2 separate regions of the Mus musculus genome follow, and region 2 is linked to region 1. Evidence: chromatin contacts called from public HiChIP or PLAC-seq data. All regions are on one chromosome and are shown on one strand. The core of a region is the stretch at or near the end of the contact, and the rest is flanking DNA. Distances in the headings are between cores, read along the strand shown.

Evidence for each region. HiChIP or PLAC-seq counts read pairs in DNA pulled down with a chosen protein or histone mark.
Region 2: an H3K4me3 HiChIP or PLAC-seq map of stem cell-derived neural progenitor cells shows a contact between it and region 1, with 2.6 times the contacts expected there. The contact joins the promoter of Plut here to the enhancer-like site in region 1. A contact is called at or near these places in 1 of 484 Hi-C or Micro-C datasets (embryonic stem cells), 5 of 115 datasets of contacts at active chromatin or transcription factors (embryonic stem cells, pancreatic cancer cells and stem cell-derived neural progenitor cells) and 2 of 9 other capture datasets (embryonic trunk and pancreatic islet).

The regions. Positions count from the first base shown.
Region 1 is chr5:147,153,005-147,158,700 of GRCm38.p6, forward strand. No RefSeq gene overlaps it. Among named protein-coding and RNA genes, the nearest start is that of Gm34994, 3.4 kb to the right of the region's middle. Within about 2 kb of position 2,682, at least 47 of the 459 cell types and tissues checked have an H3K27ac peak or open chromatin away from gene starts, as enhancers often do. A contact at or near this core is called in embryonic stem cells and stem cell-derived neural progenitor cells, where this site is marked.
Region 2 is chr5:147,266,983-147,272,864 of GRCm38.p6, forward strand. It overlaps Plut (PDX1 associated lncRNA, upregulator of transcription), which reads right to left and starts at 4,539. Exons shown (of 6, transcript NR_038157.1): 1 at 4,238-4,539. It overlaps Pdx1 (pancreatic and duodenal homeobox 1), which reads left to right and starts at 3,115. Exons shown (of 2, transcript NM_008814.4): 1 at 3,115-3,665. The coding sequence starts at 3,257.

The sequences.
Region 1 (5,696 bases), core at 1,432-3,931:
GGAGGGAAATGATCTTTGTAGGACAGACTCTGGTCCCCCAAGGTACTGGGGTGACAGCTTCTCCTGCACTGCTAGTTTAGAACACTGAAACACTATGAACACACATCCTTAGAAAGCTACAAAAAATTTATTTGGGGTTGGTTTTCTTTGCGCCATTGGTATTTGGTGGAGAGAAAGTCTGGTGCGCCAATCCCCACAGCTGTGCTGTTTTCTGTTGCTGTGAGAAAACGCCTTGACCAAGGCAACTTATTGGAAGAGTGAGTTTATTTGGGCTTATGGTTCCCGGGGAGCTAAGTGTCCATGATGGCAGAGCAGGGCCAGCAAGTATGGTGGTTGGAGCAAAAGCTCAGGGCTCACATCTTCAATACACAGAAGAGTTAATGCTTTTTTTTAAGCATAATTTTTTTATCCATGCTTTTGTGAACTTGATACCATGCACCCCAATCCTGTTCATTTCCCAGACCTTCCATATCCACCATCCACCCTTATAACTTTCCTCCAAAATAAAATAAAATAAATAGGAAAGGCCCATCTTGCAATGGAAGCTGCAACGTGCCAGCCACATTGGGATGTCACACAGTATACCACTTTGCTCAGACAGATTTATTTGCAAATGTCCGTTGCAATGAGGCCTCAGCAAGAGCTCGTTCTAAAGGCCCAAGAGTTAAACTTTCAAAGACTACCTCCAGGGATGTCCTAGTTAGGGTTTCTATTGCTGCAATGAAACACCATAACCAAAAAAGCAAGCTGGGAGGGAAGGGTTAATTCAGCTTACACTTCCACTTTGCTGTTCATCAGCAAAGAAAGTCAGGACTGGAACTCAAGCAGGCAGGAACCTGGAGGCAGGAGCTGATGCGGAGGCCGTGGAGGAGTGTTGCTTACTGGCTTGCTTCCCCTGGCTTGCTCAGCCTGTCTTTTTATAGAACCCAGGACCACCAGTCCAGGGATGGCACCACCCATCCTGGGCTGGGACCTCCCACACTGATCACTAATTGAGAAAAGGCCTTACAGCTGGACCTCATGGAGGCATTTCCTCAACTGAGGCTCGTACCTCTCGGATGGCTCTAAGTTGGGTCAAGTTGACACACAAAACCAGCCAATACACGTGACATACTTCCTTCAACAGGACCACACTTCCAAAGCCTCCCCAAACAGTGGCATCAACTGGGGACCAAGTATACAAGACCGTGGGGGGACATCTCATTCAAACTACTGCAACCTGCAAAGGGGATGCCGATTATCAGGTTCCTGGAGCCCTGAACCCCATGAAGAACAAGGGGATCCAGGCTTTACTTCTCTCACTACCTCGTAGGAACTGAATATTTGTTTCCAGTTGGTTGCTGTGTCCACTATATGCTAAGTAAGGAGTGTTTTACACTGACTGACATCTGCTTTGATCAATGGACTGGCAACATGGTAGGAATGATTCCCACAAGGTGTTCTCTGATCTTCATTTGATCACTGTGGTAAACCTGCATGTATAAACACACACACACACACACACACACACACACATTATATGAATGTATGTTTTGCCTGCTTTTATATGTGTGTACGACGTGATTGCCTGATGTCCTAGAAGGCCAGAAGAGAGTGCCAGACAGTTGTGAGCTCCTACGAAGGTTCTGGGAATCCCAAACCCAGGGCTTCTAGAAGAGCAGCCAGTGCTCTTAATCACAAAGCCCTCTCTCCAGACCCCTTAAAAACTTCTGTAAAGGCATTTGTATTCTCCTCTGGGTGCCTGGCCCTATACCATATCAGTAGGACAGCCATTTGCAGCTCTGTGCCTTCGTACTTGGAATGGAGACCAAATAGTATCCTAACTCTGGAGTCTCTGTGCATGGAAATGAAGTAAGGCTAATCACCCCCTCCCCCCCCCCCCCACTCCCCGCCCAGGTCACACAGCCGACAGAAGACACAGCCCTGATTTAGACACCGAAAGCTCTCAAAAACTATGTCATCAAGGCTAGTGCTGAGGTAAACGTCTTACCTGGATAGGACTGAGCCGCCCTCCACTGAAGGGACTTTGTAGAGACAAAACCCCAGACTAGCTCACAGACCCCCAAGCTCTGAGATGCAGGCAATCGCTTATGGAAATGCCAGGCAGATCACCTCTGTGGCCAACTGTCGGAGCTCCCCTTGGCGAGAGCAGTGGCTTGGGCAATCCATCATCCACTCACTGAGGCGCCAGCCGTGGGCTCTGGCCGCCGGTGCTTGATGCTATTAACATCGTTTAGTTTTTGGGCTTATCCTATTAAGAAAAAGGTTCCCACTGGCAACAGCAAAAAATCCTTTCCACCTCTTTCATTACCCCAGCTTTTCTTCCCTGTAATTACTATTGAGCTCCTGGCTGATTAAATTAGGTTTTTTGGAGGTCCTTTCTAAAATCTTGGGGAAATTATCTAAAAATCATGAAATCAATTCCCTTCCGCTGTTTTAATCTTTTATGCCCTCCGCTCAAAGAGGGATGGGCAGACAAGGGCAGGCCCTCGGAGAAGTGTGCAGCCTCCACACTGCTTGCCAGCCTCCTAGGGCCTTTGTGGACCATCTGGGTCAACTTCCTTCCAAGCAAATGAAATGCAAATAAAAATTCCAGCAGTTTTTCAGATGCAGGCTGCCTAGCTGATTAGCATGACAGAGGCTGGGAGATGAGGCCTGACCCTGTGCACTTCCCCTCAGCTCATTAAGTTGTAACTCCACCGCGCCTGCATTCACGCTGTGTAGTGACGCTGAAAGGCGGCTTTATCCAAAACTAGCTAAATTCACATTCACACTTTTTGCCTGGAAGTCTTGCCTGCTTCTGCACCCACATGAAAGTGAACCTATTGTGGCTGGCTCATGAGTCCCGCTGATTCTAAGACAATCTGGAGGGTTCCCAAAAAATGTTTATTTCCCAAGTTTGTATCCTTCCACTCTATGACGCCCCCCTCCTGAGTCCCCCCTCCCCCTCAGCTGCCCGGCCTCTGAGTACAGAGAGACACCCGGTGCTGGAGGAGGTTCAGAGCGTGCGTGGAATTTCTAAAGTCAAGTTCTTGGGGATGCTGGAAAGTGGAGATCTGAGAGGAGGATGTAGGTCTGGGTGATTCTGGGATTTGGGGGCTACCTGGACCAGCTTCTCAGAGATGTTGGTGGCCCAGGGACTCATGCCCTGATGTGTTGCCTGGCACAGATTTCCTTGGTTTATCTTCTAAAAAGCACGCGTAGGTTATAAAGCACGCTACCCATTAACCATATGTGAAAACACACCGCATCAGCAGCCTCGCTTGTTGGAGGCCCTCCTTGGGTTGTGGCTTCAGTATTTGTGGATATTTGTTGCTGAGGTTGGGAGGTCCCACTGTAAGAGAATGCCACATAAGGAACAAGAGCTATTTATCTTTGAAACTAAGAATGAGGGGAGAGGGGATAAAGTCTATGAGGGGGAAGAAGTCACTACTCTTTGTGACTCTCTGGTTGGCCCACAAATAAAATGCAGTAGATCAGAACCCAGTCTCACTGGGTGTTGCCGGGAGTTCAGAGGGAGAGAGCATTTCAGGAAGGTTTGGTTAGTGGTAACTTAACTATATGTAAACAAAGGGTGTGGCTCCTAGATTCCAGATTGCATGGAGGAGGAGGAAGTGCTAGGATCTGCATGTGGTAAGGGGTTGGGGGTCCTTGCAAATGCACTCCTTGTAAGGGTTTTGGTGGGTTGGGGCCAAGGAATGCCACAAAGCCACTCCATGCAACAGATCTCAGGGGAGAGATTTATTGCGCGGGGGTGGGTTGGGGGGGGTAGGGGGGTGGGGGAGTGAGGTTGTAGGGGGAGCACAAAATGAAGTAAATCCATAGATGTGTATGTATATATGTGTATATAAGGCTATATATGTGGTGACAACAGAAATGTATGGCATTTGGCGGTAGGTGACGATGTGGCTGCTGGAACTGAGTTGCTGAAGGTGGGTGAGGGTGGACCTGGTTCCTAACACTCCAGACATCTTCAAAAGCCCGGAAATTTCTTTTGCAGTTCTTAGGTTAGAAGTCAAAGGCTTCAAACCTGCTAGGCAGGTGCTCTACCACTGAGCTATGTGCTCAGCCCAAGGAAACTTTGCTCCCACTGAGCTATGCCCTCAGCCCAAAGAAACATTGTTCCCACTGAGCTATGCCCTCAACCCAAAGAGACATTGTAAAGCAAGTGGACAACACTGGGTCAGATACAGTGCCTTACTAGCTCTGGTGATTTCAAATGAGACAGGTCCCCTCCATAGGCTCGGGTATTTGAATACTTGGTTCCCAGTTGGGGACACTCTGAGAAGCCCAACAGCCTTGTCGAGGTAAATATGCCACTGGAGGTGGGTTTTGAGAGTAAAAAGCTGTGTTTACTTCAATTTGCTCTCTCTGCTTCCTGCTTCTGTTTGAAGACTAGAATTCCCAGGTCTCAAGACCTCACACCTGCCAGTCGCCTCCAGTCTTCTGCTTCCGCTTCTGCTTCCATACTGTGATAGACTGTTATCCCGGAAACCCTAACAAACTGTCTGCTGTCGGTTGCTTCTGGTCATGGAAGGGAAAGGTAACTAACACTGGCCTAGGTAATTTCCCTAGTCCTCTGGATACTGTGCTATCATAGCACAGGGCCCTGATCAGCAGGTGGTCCCTGTGTGGGTGGGGCCTGATTCTCCTGGCTGCTGGCAGACTATTTCCTCTTCACTTGGCCAACAGCAGGAGTTGGGTAAGGAAAGGGCTGCAGGAGCTGTGGAAGGTTACATAAATGTGCTCCGTCCGCTGTGTGCCTCACAACACACGAGGCACATAACCCAATAGGGTGTCCTTGCAAAAGAGCAGCGGCCATCAAAAGAAGCAGCTCTCCTCTCAAGGGAATAAGAGCTATGGTTTACTCTGCAGCAAGTACAGATGACCACAGCTCCAGAGAGCGCCTCCAGATCTCCCCAGATACAAGGTTCCAACATGGAAACAGTTGCATGGAGGAACAAAACAAGTAAAAACAAGTTTTGTTCAAGACATTTTTTAAAAAAATACATGGATGGAAACATTAGAGAGGGTTACAAAGGTGGGGGAGTGTCTCTGACACTTGTTTGTTTGTTTGTTTGTTTGTTTGTTTTGTTATTGGCTTTTTCAAGACTGGGGTTTCTCTGTGTAGTCCTGGCTCTCATGGAACTCGTTCTGTGGATCAGGCTGATCTCTAACTCAGGGATCCTCATGTCTCTGCTTCCTGAGTGCTGGGGTTGAAGGTGTGCACTACTACCACTGACTTTGTTAGCAGTTGAAGGGTAGGAGCTAATGGCCTGCTAAATTAGTAAATTCCTAAAGGCTTTAATCTGTTAGTCACAGGATACCAGGCCGGACACAGAAGTGGACAAGGAAGCTATTTAGGGAGCTAAAGCTAGTCCAAGATAAAGTATAATTAAGCTCTAGACTAGCAACATTCCAACCTCCCGACACCAGTGTAACTGTAATCAATTAATCAGGCCTTGCGAACACAGCTTCCTTCTGGGAATTTTCATTCCCACACCTCCAAGAGGATAAGAGAATTTATTCTGGAGTCAGATATGAATGACCGTGTTCTGGGAACACAGACACGGGTCACCCCAAAAGTCATGTTCCAGCATGGTATCAATTCCAGGAAAGTTTGCAGTGAGTCATAAGTCAAGGTGCTTTTCAGATTTACTGGTAGAAAAATCAGGTAGGCGGGTATAGAAAAGTGG
Region 2 (5,882 bases), core at 3,289-5,788, 120 kb after region 1:
CGGGATCTGGATTGAGTCCCTGAGCAAACTCTGCTGGGCATGCTTCCATGCCACTACCATTCTTGCTATCATAAGCGAGGGGGAAAAAAAAAATCAGTCATGAACATAGTACTCTCATGAAATATACATGGTTTGCTTTCTTGGGTTTTCTCAACTCAGGGCATAATTTTATTTAATTTTTAATAGCAAAGTAATTTTTGGGATGAATATGGTTTTAAAAATTAAAGTTCGTGTAATCCTATCTTTGCCTGCAGTTGAGAATAGACTCACACACACACACACACACACACACACACACACACTCACTCACTCACTCATTGGGCTAAAATAGCTTAATTCCTACAATCTAGTCCAAACCAGCCTTTGGCTTGCCTGCAAAACCACTAAGAAGGAAGGCCAGGGCTGGGACAGAGTCTCAGCAGAAGTGGAAGGAAGAGAGGAGGCAGGGTACCTCCAGTATCAGGGAGGACTATCAGGACGTCCTGCTAATAAAAGACTTTTTCACTGTCCACAGTATAATTGGTTTACAGCCGTTTTTGTTTATTTATCCATAAGAGCTGCTGTTAAATGGCTCGGGAAGGCTCTTGCCTAATGGCTGGGTATCTCAGAGGCCTTCTGGAGGCAGAGGAGGGCACAGGCGGCCTGGATTCAGAGCGGAAATGCGTATCACCCATAATGGATTTAGCCACCTGATGGTGCTGGGAGCCAGAGAGGCAGAGAAAGAACCTCAGAGTTCTGCTGTATGTAACCATTAGCCAAATCAAAAGCTGGGCTGACTTTGGCCTCTCTAAAGGTATACTAAATAGCTGTTGGATCTTTGTTTCCTAAATCCCTTTTAAAGGAAGGAGATGGCTGAAAACATTAATTCTGAAATCAAAGAATGTGCCTCTGTATACACACACACACACACACACACACACACACACACACACACACACAAATCCACACACACATATGGTGGGAAATCCTTCCCTCAAGTTTTTGCTCATCCTGTGAGAATTTATTTATTTGTTTCCTGTGAAAAGCAGCGAGCTTGTTTTTCTGCTGAGAAACCCTTTTCTTTTTGCAAAGCACAGCAAAAATATTAAATGGGAATAAATGAAGCGTCGAGATGGAAGCCAATTTACCAAAATGCATGCAATTAGACCAGAAGTGCTAAGCAAACATCCTGGGGTGTGGGTTAGGCAGGCTGCTCAGGGGTGGGGCTCGAGGGAACAGCAGGGGGTCTATCCCTAAGGGGGTGACCAGGTGAAGGAAGGTCCCTATCTTTGTCCCAAGTCTCGCTCATAACCGTGTCACCAAGTCAACCCGTGGCCACTAGGTAGATTATCTGTGAGGGTCAACACCTTGCCGCTGATCCACCCCCACCCTCGGGCCCTTTTCTTCCGATCGATATGGCCACTCGCGGCCGAGGAGATAGCATCGAGTCCCTGGCGGCCACCCTGAACAATGGACTCATTGAGGCAGGCCTGTAGAGATTAGGTGCACGGGTGCCCCGGCCTTTCACTCCCAGGCCCCTTGACGGGCACAGGTGGCTCTTTTCCCTGAAGAAATCAGAGACACTCTCCCCTCTGACCAGAGTTCCCTCGGTGATCCCAAGAGGGAAAGTATTTTCAGAGTTCAAAACTCCTAATATTTTTTTTTGCGTTTAATAGTTGATGTTCAGAATAGCTCGTTCCATCTGAATGCATTTAAAACACATTTTCTACTAGGAGAAAAATTATTAAAACTTTGCAAAAGTGTATATCTGAGTGTATAGTTTGGTGGAGAGGGAGTTGGGCTATACAGATTTCTTTCCTCTTGGTTGCTACCGAACACCTTCATTTACAGAGGCCCTCTGCAAGGCGCAAAGAGGTCCAAATTCTCCAAAAATCTTCCAGTGTCCTTGGAGGACCAGGTCAGAGGCAGAGCAAGCAACTTATGAGTCAGCAGCCTGGGTCATATCAACTCCAGACAAGAAACACGGTGATCACTGGCAGTTAGTCTATCCTTGCCAGCGCTGTGCACACCCACATTAAAGTAACTGACTTAAAGGCTGCGCCCCCCTCACCCCCAGTATCCAGAGTATCTGACAGATGGAGGCCAGGCACAGACATCCTCAATATGCAGCATTTTAATCGCGATTTCTGCGCACCCCACAGCCTTGCCCAGCTGCCTGCCCTGTTTCAACAACATGAAAAATGGGTTTTCTGTGCGGGGGGGGGGGGACGGGACGACTAGAGACTAGAAATTCCACTAAAGACGCCAGGATGGTCACAGATCTGAAAACCCGGTGCCAACCCCTTGCCCAACTGCTCAACCACAAAGGCAACACTTCTCTGTGCCTTCCGCACATTTGGGAGTGTGTTCTGAGTTAATCAAATAAGTTCCAATCCCCAAAATTAAATCTAATAACTTCAACTTAAGAAAAAACATAAGCCACTGTGATTCCCCCCCCCCCAGACCTAACAGTCAGAAGGCTAGAAGTATAGGGAACGCAGATACAGATAAAAATAAAACGAAATAAAGGGATAGTTTGAGCAATAAAACAAAAAACGACAGCTTCAGGCTTACAGCGCTGAGTTCTGCAAGCATTTCTCAAAAACTGTATTTTTCAACAGTTGCACCCTAACGTTTTGCAAGTCATATTATTGAGCTGATATTTACATACATTATACAAAAATACAAGAAAATTAAAAGTTAGACGCTGTGCCTTACACCTGCAACCCCAGAACTGGGGAGGAAAAGGAGTTTGAAGCCAGCCTGGACTACATCTTGAGTTGCAGGCCAGCCAGGCTACAAAATTAGACCTCCACCCCCTGTCTTAAAACAAAACCAAAAACAAACAAAAAACATAGCGAGGGGGAAGAGGAGATGTAGACTTTTTTTTTAAGCTCATTGGGAGCGGTTTTGTAAAGAGTAAAGGTTCTGGTATTTTTGTGCGCCCCGTTTTGGAGAGCTCCACAGCAGCAAGCAGGGATCAGGCGACTGAGAGAGAAAATTGAAACAAGTGCAGGTGTTCGCGGGCACCTAAGCCTCCTTCTTAAGGCAGTCCTCCAGGCCAATGATGGCTCCAGGGTAAACCACGTGGGGTGCCCCAGAGCCTATGGCACGGCGGCCGGCTTGTCCCCAGCCAGCCTCTGGTTCCCCAGGAGAGCAGTGGAGAACTGTCAAAGCGATCTGGGGTGGCGTAGAGAGTCCGCGAGCCACCCAGCGCCTAAGGCCTGGCTTGTAGCTCCGACCCGGGGCTGCTGGCCCCCAAGTGCCGGCTGCCACCATGAACAGTGAGGAGCAGTACTACGCGGCCACACAGCTCTACAAGGACCCGTGCGCATTCCAGAGGGGCCCGGTGCCAGAGTTCAGCGCTAACCCCCCTGCGTGCCTGTACATGGGCCGCCAGCCCCCACCTCCGCCGCCACCCCAGTTTACAAGCTCGCTGGGATCACTGGAGCAGGGAAGTCCTCCGGACATCTCCCCATACGAAGTGCCCCCGCTCGCCTCCGACGACCCGGCTGGCGCTCACCTCCACCACCACCTTCCAGCTCAGCTCGGGCTCGCCCATCCACCTCCCGGACCTTTCCCGAATGGAACCGAGCCTGGGGGCCTGGAAGAGCCCAACCGCGTCCAGCTCCCTTTCCCGTGGATGAAATCCACCAAAGCTCACGCGTGGAAAGGCCAGTGGGCAGGTAAGCCTGGCTCTTTCTCCCTTTCTCTTTCCCTAGTCTGGACTTGGCTGCTACTGCCTTCAAGAACTCCCCCGGGCCTTTTCTCACAAGTTCCTCTGAAACCCGCAAGGATAATGCAGGCTTAGAATAAAGTCTATGCAAGCCAGTAAGTCCACTCATGTTGGCAGCTTGTTCTCCATTCAACACTCTTCCCTCCTTGCGCTTGTCCTGAGCCTTTCTTACCCTGGGAGCCAACTCCCACGCTGGAGAAAGAAGAGGCCTAGCCAGGCTCAGAACTCCCGAACTCTCTGGATCTTTCTGCAGAGAGGAACCTGGACTCCCGGACCCCAAGGGCCCCAAGCAAGTTATGCAAGATGTCTCTGATGATGGAGTCCCTTGGAAACCCTAGGCCCCTTCACTTCCCGGCTCTATCCTAGTGGCCTTATTAGAGAAACGGGGCCTCCTAGGGGCAGTAGGAGTAGGAGAAACACAGGAAGAAGGGAAAGGAAAATTGCGTCCATCCAGGTAGGCCCTGGAGTAGGATGAGGGGTGGGGGTGAACAGGGAGAGGCTGTACCAACGCGAGGTGCTCACCGGGAGGGTTGAAAGGCAGGTGGTTCACTCTCTCGGAGTCTGGCAGTTGGCAGAGGTCTCTGGGGTGCCAATTCTTTTTGAACCAACCCAACGTGTTTGAAGGGTCCTCTCTGGAGCCGCGTCCCAGGAAGCAAATATGCAGAAGAAGGGGCCTCCTCCCTGCTGTCCGGCTCAAAGAAGCAAGACACCCTGGCTTTCCTTAGCCCTAGGCGCCTGCTTTGTGATAAAGTCCTTCCTTCCAGCAGAGGCGAAGCGGAGCAAGCCCTAGGTCCCTTCCCGCCGGATGCTGGCAGCCAATTCGTGTGGGGGCCTGTGCCCGCCGCTCCACAATGTTATCTCTTCCGGTCTACAGCCACTTCTGGTCACACCTGGACTGCAAATAGCTGCTCTTTCTTTTGCTTTCCGACTGACTGTCGGGAGCAGGAGCGAAGGGTTAAGACGCTGGAGTTGCCATCCCCTGAGAATTCTCAACGTTGTCCTCCGGTCCTAAGGCGCCTGGTCTGACACTATCCCAGGAGCAGCCAAGCAAAGCTCCGAGAGAGTATGGGGGTAACGAGGTTCACCAAGGATTCAAGGGTGGAAAAAGAAGGGGGAAGGCTCCTTTAGCTAGTTCATTTTCTCACCGAGGAAAAAAACAAAAAAAAAAAAAAAAAAACAAAACAAAAAAAAAAAACAAAACAAAACAAAAAACCCTGACTTAAAACAGGCCCAAACTCTTGCTGGGGAGATCCTCCACCTCTGAGCAATTCCAAGCAGCTGGAGCAGGTAGGCCGCAGCAGAGGCCTCTCAAGGCCAAGACCAAAGGGCGCTGAGACCTGGCCATTGGGCTGCCCAAAGACAGACCCTCCACCTAAAGGGGGTTCCTTGCCAAGGAACCACGAAGCAGAGCCCCGGAGATTGATTCTTTCTGGCTATCCACTCCTGCTCTGGGCTAGGGTAGGAACAAGCCAGGGAGTTAAATCTGAGCAGAGGAAGCAGAAAGCCTTTCCTATGTTTGGTGAACACTTTGGAGACCCCTCCTGACTGTGAGATCTGGGTACCAGGATCCTTTGCGGATCCTTTCTGACCATCAGCAAGCAGGACTCGAGGCAGACTACCCCTCTCTTCTCCCTGTAGAAACCTGCAAAGAGCTCCAGCCGGCCCCACTTCAGAAGGACTGCAAGGTTTAGCGAACCCACCTGCGTGTGCTTCGTCGGTTCACAACCCCTGGAAAGGGCTTAATGGCTGAAGGGCTTATAGTAGGACTATGAATGCTAATGGCAATAACCGCTTATAAATAATTGGACTTAAAAGAACTTCATAATCCCTACTGGTGAGTTCTACTGAGCCCCAGAAAAGTCAGATCGAGCACTCTGAACATCTCACCAGCAGATTCTAACTTTAATTCCCACCCGTGGCTTCCTCTAGCTGAGCACAGGTTCCCTATAGTCTTTCATTAGGGCTTGGCAAAGTAGGCAGCTGAGGGCAGTAGTTGGAAGAATCTGCCAGTTGTTGGCATTTAAGATGTCTCTTTAAGGTTAGGTATCTTTCCTTTCCTACACCAGGAAAGGCCTGTGTGGTTTGGGGACACAGGTTTGTGTTCCTGAGGACACAAACTGCTTTCCAAAGAGTGGTCTGGGGACTTCACTTCAGCTTCTAGTGCCTC